2 separate regions of the Pan troglodytes genome follow, and region 2 is linked to region 1. Evidence: chromatin contacts called from public Hi-C data. All regions are on one chromosome and are shown on one strand. The core of a region is the stretch at or near the end of the contact, and the rest is flanking DNA. Distances in the headings are between cores, read along the strand shown. Region 1 holds the start of LOC134810271. Region 2 overlaps STMND1 (stathmin domain containing 1).

What was found. Hi-C and Micro-C count contacts between places; a contact is called where the count stands out from the background.
Region 2: a contact with region 1 is called in a Hi-C map of stem cell-derived neural progenitor cells, with 6 times the contacts expected there. The contact joins the enhancer-like site here to the promoter of LOC134810271 in region 1. A contact is called at or near these places in 3 of 7 Hi-C or Micro-C datasets (blood, induced pluripotent stem cells and stem cell-derived neural progenitor cells), 1 of 1 datasets of contacts at active chromatin or transcription factors (stem cell-derived excitatory neurons) and 1 of 1 other capture datasets (stem cell-derived neural stem cells).

Annotation. Positions count from the first base shown.
Region 1 is chr5:22,718,547-22,722,572 of NHGRI_mPanTro3-v2.0_pri, reverse strand. LOC134810271 reads left to right here and starts at 2,669. Exons shown (of 3, transcript XR_010157909.1): 1 at 2,669-2,809. It overlaps LOC134810272 (a long non-coding RNA gene), which reads right to left and starts at 2,417. Exons shown (of 5, transcript XR_010157911.1): 1 at 1,835-2,417; 2 at 1,342-1,762.
Region 2 is chr5:23,054,651-23,058,732 of NHGRI_mPanTro3-v2.0_pri, reverse strand. The region is part of intron 2 of STMND1 (stathmin domain containing 1); the gene reads right to left. LOC107975075 (a long non-coding RNA gene) reads left to right here. Exons shown (of 6, transcript XR_008548429.2): 3 at 3,472-3,616. Among named protein-coding and RNA genes, the nearest start is that of STMND1, 83 kb to the right of the region's middle. Within about 2 kb of position 1,487, at least 8 of the 24 cell types and tissues checked have an H3K27ac peak or open chromatin away from gene starts, as enhancers often do. A contact at or near this core is called in stem cell-derived neural progenitor cells and stem cell-derived neural stem cells, where this site is marked.

The DNA of each region.
Region 1 (4,026 bases), core at 1,420-3,919:
TATATTTGCCTACTAGCTTCTTGGAAGCTCTGCCCTTTTTCATTGAGTTTTTATTTGCACGAGAAAGTCTTGTTTCTAAAGAACCAGTGCTTGTTATTTGTGATTATACATTTAATATTTTGCCATCTGAAAACAAAATATTTCAGTACTAAAGGTAATGAGACGGTTTCATGAGTATGGTGTTTATGTTGGATCTTGCAGGAAGAAATAGTTACAGATTTTGGTGGCAGTTTATGGCTTTAAACTTAATGGCTAAGAAAGTAAATGACACATTTCTTATTAATTGTTTTTACCATTTGGGTAATATACATATTTAGCTTCCTTGAGGGAACATTTAAATTAATTGACTAACTGTAATCTGAATTATGTGTTTTAATTTAAGGTTGTTAAAATCACGTAAATTAACTGCTTGTGCCAACGTAAAATTACAATATTAGCTTTTTTTTTAACTGAAAATTATCTAAATGTAAGATGTCTAAAAATAGAGTGGAGGTGGATTGGACAGTTTGCAGATTATGAGTTGGAATAAAAACATCGCAGTTAAGCCAAAAACATGGCAACCAATATTTTCTGTTATAAAAATATTTGAGATGAATTTAGTTTTTATGAAAGCTGTCTGAAACTGAAATGAATAGCAGAAGCTTTCTGTTTATTCACAGTCCAGTAATAATAATACCTGCAGCACAAAGCATACGTCTTTTCTATACAAAGCCAACAAGCTTCTGCTCCTTTCTGAAGTCGTCTTTGCCAAGCAGGGTGTTGGGGGCGGGGGTGAGGATAGGGGTAAGGGGACATTTTACCCGGTTATGCTCTTACGTACTAACTTTCACCTTGACAAAGCTTGTCAACGAAAACAAAACCAGTCAGAGCCTTTTCAGGAAACTGATGTTAACTGTCCACTAGAGGCTGTAATGAGACCAACAATGTCACTTTAGACCAACCCGAGGTTTAAACCGTAACAATAATCGATTTTTAAATGGAAAAAAAAAAGTTGTAGAAATCAGTAAGAGTGAACACTAGTAGTTATACTTAAATAGCCACATATATGTGCATGGTATTTCAAAAATGTGAGAAAAAAATATCTCCGGGGCTCTGCACCTTCCTCGCTCGTATGTTTATTTTTATTTATGAAGCACGTAGGCTCTTGCAGGCCAGAGTTGTGTAAAAACTGACACTTTTTTTTGGTCATCCTGTGCCCTGCCTCAGTTGGTGACTAACCGTTAGGTCATAAGTAAACTCAGCCAAAAGATCTCTCAAATACAGCTTACGGTCAAGATTGGTGGCTTTCAGAAAGAAACTTACGCGAAGGGATCATGTTTCCAGACACTTAGTTCTACGCACCTGAAGAAGGTCAAATGTCGCCCGACACCTACCGGCCTTCCAGAATCATCTGCAACAAGAACGCCGCACTGAGCGCCCTTAGTCTGGAGGCGCCTCCTAGTCCTCCAGGTGCCACACCTGTTGGCAAGGTGCACCCATCCGAAGAAGATTCCTTCGCGTGGAGGTCACACCTGGCGGCGAGACAGGCGGAGGGGCGGGGTGGTGGGAGTCGGAGACCGCACTGAAACCCTGAGTCCAGATTTAAGTTCCTCGTCGATTCTCGAGAACTGCCATTTGATGCTCCGGTTGCTTTCTCTGTCTCCTACACTGGTTACCTCATTTCCGATTAAATTAATGATCCGAAATTAGCTGCGAGAGGAGTGCGCGGGTCTCCTTTCCAGGCTAGAGCGGAGTAGTTCCATATCAAAGCCGATTTCCGGACCTGCGTGCGAAGAGAGAAAGAGGGCAGGGTCGGGCGGTCGCCAGCGTTCGCCGGCAGGAAAGGTGAGGGTACCTGTGCAGTCGGGGGACCCCTTGAAACTTTCCGGAGTTGCACGCAGAGGCAATCCCCGCGGCCCCCAGGCCTGGGTTCCGGAACGCCGAAGCGACGCCGGTTTGCGGCTTAACGTGCAGCTGCTGATCAGAGTGAGCCCTCTCAGATGCTGCTCCGAGCGCCTGGGACCAAGGACACGTCGGGATTAGAATTGGCCGACCTCCCCTCCCCACTGGGGTGTTGCATCGGCTCCCAGCTGAAGCCTGACAGCCCTTGGGGGAGTCCCCCAGGTTGCCTGAGTAGCGCCCCGTTGTCGTTCAGTCCCCTCCAACTAGGTGCAGGGACCCAGGGAGGCGCGCGAGGACCGACCCGTCACCGCTCAAATTACCTCATCGCCCAGCTCCCCGCCCCCTTCCCAAACCTGGAAGGAACCTTGCCCTCCGATCCTCGTCTCCCCTCCCCCGCACCCCATCCCGAGCCACTCTTTGAGAAAGATGCCCGCCTCCCCGGGCGGCGCGCAGCGAAGGGTTAAGGGCGCGGGCCGGCCGCCGCGCGGTGCGCTCGCCGTGCTCTGTGCGGCTCGCCGGGCCGCCCGCCAGAGGGTGCCCCCCACCCCCATGAAGTCGGATCCTTGAGCTGCGGCGGCGGCAGCCAACTGCTCCATATTTGGCTTCTATTACACATTTACATACTGGAGCGAGCGAGCGAGCGAGCGCGAGAGAGCGCGAGGGAGGGAGGGCGGGCGGGCGGAGGGAGGAGGGAGGGGAGGGGAGCGGGAGGAGGGGGAGGAGGAGGAGGAGGAGGAGGAGAGAGCAGAGTATACCGCAGACATCATTTCTACTACAGTGGCGGAGCCGTACAGGACCTGTTTCACTGCAGGGGGATCCAAAACAAGCCCCGTGGAGCAGCAGCCAGAGCAACAGCAGCCGCAAGACATTGTTTCTCTCCCTCTGCCCCCCCTTCCCCACGCAACCCCAGATCCATTTACACTTTACAGTAAGTGACTATTTTTTTTTCCTCCTCCGATTCTTTCCCCCCTCCCCCATTCCCTTCTCCCCTTATTTAGATTAAAATCCCTCCTCCCCCGATCTCCCGAGAGGGGCAAAAGCAACAACCAGCAAACAAACCCAAAACCCCAATCGGCTGCACGGAAAACAGCTGGAAGAGGAGCGAAGGAAATCGACGCGTCGTGTTCTGTGTGCGTGTGTGTGTGTGTGTGTGTATGTGTGTACATACAACCGTCCCCGGCTCCAGGCTCCCGGGCCGACACCCCCACTCTGGGCGCAGGGGCGGCCGGCGGGGGGGCTGTCAGGGGCTGGGTGGGCGCCCGCCGGGCTAGGGGGCGCGCCCGGGCGGGGGGCGCGGGCGGGGAGAGCGGCGGCGGCGCCCCGCTCCCCCGGCTGCTGGTCCGGTCGCGAGTGCGGAGAGCCATGTCCTCCTCCCTCCGGGTGGCGCAGGGGGGAGGCGGCGGCGGCCGAGGTTGGGGGGGTGGTCCCTTTCCCGGCCGCCCTCTTCCCATTCCTCCTCCCCGGAGAGGGCGGTGAGAGAGAGGGGGTCTCACGGAGGGCTGGACTTCTCCGCGGGTGGTCGCCCGGCCTCGGCGCCCTGGGGCGGGGGTCTCCCCTCGGAGGGCCGGCCTCGCCGGGTGTGCGGCTGCGGGCGGGGAAGGGACTGCTCCTGCAGCCGGGACGGGACTTTGCGCGCGGCCGGGTGCCGGGCGGGGGGCGCAGAGGGGTGGCCTCGGGGACCGCGCGGGGGTAGCGGGTGTGCGGGTGCCTGGAGCGCGGCTGGAGTGGCGGTGACGGCCCTGGCCGCCGCCGCCACCGCCGCCCTGTTAGTGCGGCCGCTTCCTGATCATGTGCAGCGGCAGCCGCCGCCCGGAGCCGGGAGCCCGCGAGCGCCCCAGTCCGGGCCGGCGCCCCCGCCAGCACCCGCGGCAGGAGACGAGGAGCCGCGGCAGGCGCTGCCCTGAGCCGGGAGTGAACGGCTGCGCGGCTGCTGGGAGGGTGAATGAAGCCAGGAGGAGGGGAAGGAGGAGGAGGAGGCGGCGGCCGCGGAGGAGGCGCTGCGGGGATTGGGATGCGCCCTGGAGCCCCACTGCTCGTTCACTCTGGGCCGGGCCGGAGACTCTGCCACTCCCGGGGGCGCCGCCGCCGCCTCCTACGTGGTTCCAGTGCTGCGCGCAGGCCGGTCCCGCAGGGGGCAGGGAAGGG
Region 2 (4,082 bases), core at 238-2,737, 340 kb before region 1:
CACCAGCTTGTAGGAAACAGGTGGCATTTTGAGTGTCATCTTGAATTCAAGATCAAATTTTATTTTTAAATTAAATTAAAAATTTTTTTTGAGATGGAGTTTTGCTCTTGTTGCCCAGGCTGGAGTGCAGTGGCACTATCTCGGCTCACTGCAACCTCCGCCTCCTTTGTCCAAGTGATTATCCTGCCTCAGCCTCCCAAGTAGCTGGGATCACAGGCGCCCGCCACCACACCCAGCTAATTTTTGTATTTTAGTAGAGACAGGATTTCACCATGTTGACCAGGCTGGTCTCGAACTCCTGACCTCAGGTGATCCTGCCTTGGCCTCCCAAAGTGCTGGGCTTATAGGCATGAGCCACCGCACCTGGTGTAAGATCTAATTTTAAAATCCCATGTTGTTCTGGTTCTTCACATCCCTTTGCCAGACATTTCAACCCAAACATTCCATTACTTGAAAACAGTCACCCCTCATCCCTCATATACATTGTGTTGCTCAGTTATAAGGGGTCTCTGAAGTTTCTGGCTCTGAATCTGCTGGGGCAGGTAGCCTCAGTTACTGTAACAAGCACATTTAGGAAGCTCACAAATCTGTCTGTGAACAGTTGTGTGATAAAGAAAACTGCGATTACTAAAGGAAATTTGAATCAGAATATTGCCATTAAAAACACACACACACGACAACACATTTGCATAATCAAGATTTTTGCAATTCATTTGCCAATACTTGCAATAACACCAGTAATGAATGAATGGTGTTGCCCCAAAATAGAGTCCAGGCATATTTTAGGTATCCCTTTAAGAGAGTTGGTTTGACAGATTCTTGCAGAGAACAACCAGAAATAAATAAATAAGCCCACAAACAGGGGAACAATTGTTTGTTGAACCTTGGCATTAAGCCAATAATCTTGATGTTTGCTCATTCAACACAAACTGGGTAAATACAGAGAGTAAAACACCAATCTCAGGGTAATAACTCAGAGAACGGCAGTGTAACAGTAAATTTAGCTATAATAATCTCATAGAATTATAAGACTTCCATTTACATCTATGTTAAGAAGCAGTTCTGAACTGCATTTAGATATTGTATAGGTCTAATACTGTGCTGAGAATTTAATGGGGATGTGTAAAATGAGAAACAATACTTGCTGAATGGCAGTTGGAAAAGGCAAGCTTGCTTTTTAGAAAGCTGTAACAACTCTTAAGGTTACACATGGCAATTTTCACACACTGATATTCTCACAATTAAAGAAAAGTAATATTTAAATGATTTTCACTGCTTCCAATTTTGGCAGTACGTGGGCAAAAAGCACTGAGACTTTTCGAATTAGTGGTGTCATTTTTCCGTGCTGGCCTTGAACATATTGTTTGACGCTCCAGGGGAGTTTGGCTGCTTGAAGAACTGAAAAAATGAGGGGAAGAACAAAGCTCTCTCAGAAACTTGAATTTTTTCTCCACTGGAATGTGGTGGAAAGAATGCTGGGCCGGCTGGGTCCCTTCTGATCCCAGCCCTGTTCTGTTATGGAGCAGCCTTGAGGAAGGCATTTAATCTCTGGGGGCTGGACTAGGAGGTACTGGATGTTTAATAGTTCCTGGAGCTCTGGTTCTCAAAGCGAGGCACTACAGCATCTGTTTTAGAATAGCCTCTGCTGCTTGTCATCAATGCATATTCCCAGCAACAAGAACAAGGGTGCCGGATTGGAACCTGCAGGACTGGTGCCTCGGAATCTGTGTTTTCAACAAGTACCTCAGGTTATTCACATGCGCAGGGATGACTGACACATTGCAGAGAGCAGAGCAGAGAAGAGAAGAACTTGGGCGTCCGAGGGAGACTGACCAGGTTTCACCTTTGACCTTGGGACGTTATTTCACCTTCCTAAGTCCTAGTTTACTCTTCTTTAAGAAAGGAGATAGTAGGCCAGGTGCAGTGGCTCATGGCTATAATTCCAGCACTTTGGGAGGCTGAGGCGGGCAGATCACCTGAGATCAGGAGTTCGAGACCACTCTGGCCAACACGGTGAAACCCCGTCTCTACTCTAAATACAAAAAATCAGCTGGGCATGGTGGCGCGTGTCTGTAGTCCCAGCTGCTTGGGAGGCTGAGGCAGGAGAATTGCTTGAACCTGGGAGGCAGAGGCTGCAGTGAGCCGAGATTGTGCCACTGCCCTCCAGCCTGGGCAACAGAGTGAGACTCTGTATCAAAAAAAAAAAAAAAAAGAAAAAAGAAAGAAGAAGCTAGTAATAATACCTAGCTTCTTTCTAGGGTTATTGGGAAAATTAAATTAGAAAAAAAAGGCCTGAAAAGTGCTTCCTTCACAATATTCCTGCACAATAGTTATGCAATATATGGCAATTGAGATGATCTACAAATTTGTCATTTAGGGTAGATGTATTTTTTATTGTAAAGGAGATAAAATTATAAATTCTGGCTGAAATTCACAAATTTATCAAATTAGCTTTACTGCAAGTGAAGAAAAAGTTTTTTATCAAATAATCTGGTTTTTCTTTTTTTTGTTTTTTGAGACAGAGTCTCGCTCTCACCTAGGCTGGAGTGCAGTGGCGCAATCTCGGCTCACTGCAAGCTCTGCCTTCTGGGTTCACGCCATTCTCCTGCCTCAGCCTCCTGAGTAGCTGGGACTACAGGCGCCCACCACCATGCCCAGCTAATTTTTTGTATTTTTTAGTAGAGACGGGGTTTTACCTTGTTAGCCAGGATGGTCTTGATCTCCTGACCTTGTGATCCGCCCGCCTCGGCCTCCCAAAGTGCTGGGATTACAGGAGTGAGCCACCTCGCCTGGCCAAATAATCTGGTTTTAAACAGGATTTTTTTTTTAAACCATGAGTTTGACTACATCTCATTTTTAGACCAACATAATTCAACTGATATATCAAGCCACAAAGCTTTAGGAAAATCAGGGCTGGGTGTGGTGGCTCATGCCTGCCATCATAGCGCTTTGGGAGGCTGAGGCAGATTAACTGAGCCCAGGAGTTCGAGACCAGCCTGGGCAACATGGCGAAACTCTGTCTCTACAAAAAATACAAAAAATTGGCTGGGCGTGGTGGCATATAGTCCCAGCCACCTGGTCAGCTGAGGTGGGAGAATCACCTGACCCTGGGAGGTTGAGACTGTAGTGAGCTGAGATCGCACCACTGCACTGTAGCCTGTACTCCAGTCTGGGTGACAGAGTAAGACCTTGTCTCAAAATAAAAATAAAAAGTAACAAAAAAAAGAAAATCAGAAAAGTGTGCCAGTACTGTGTGGCATATATCACCAACTAGACTCAAGCATTACCGTCGTTGCAGTGGCTGTCCCCGCTGTTCCTCTAGGGAAGCTCCCTCCTGAGCACGGATGGGGTTTGCATAAGTCCCATGATTCTCGCTTCTTTTGCTCACACCCTCCTTCCCTCTGTCTTCTCTCATTTGGCTCTGCAATTATAGCAGCTACAGAGAGCTGCCTGTTCTCTATTCTTTTTCAGAACAAGCTGCAGTGAGGGCCTGATAGTCAAAATTACATGGAGGAAAATCACAGCTCTTCTCCCCTAGAAAGTCTGCTGAGTCTCACCAGGACAATCTCACAGGGAGGCTGCCACCAATTCTCTCTGCAAGGACTGTGAAACTCAGGTACAAGCCTAGTAGGGTGGGAGTGGGGTGGGGAAGCAAGGAAGGGGCAGGGGGAGGCGGGGAGAGAGAGAGAGAGAGAGAGAGAGAGAGAGAGAGAGATTGAGAAAGGTTTGGGACACCTTTCCCAAACAGATGAGTGTGCTGGGGACCAGCCTCCACTGGTAAAGAGAAATTCCATTCTTCAACCTTCCTCTGCCTGAAGGGGCTTCATCCTCACACCAGGTGGCACCAGCGTCATTGCTTGCAGAAGTGGCTCTGCCACTTTTAATTTCTGAAACGTGTATTATGCACCTATTAAGTGCTCAGCTGGGCCCTCCTGTTGGCCCACCTTTCAGCTGTGAGTCGGCAGATGGAATACTCGTAATGACAACCATTAAGGGAGTAGAGGAGCCCCGGTGAGACTGATGCACTGCGAATATGAAAATGTCATTTATTTTTAAAAAAATAAAATAACAAAGTCGGTGCC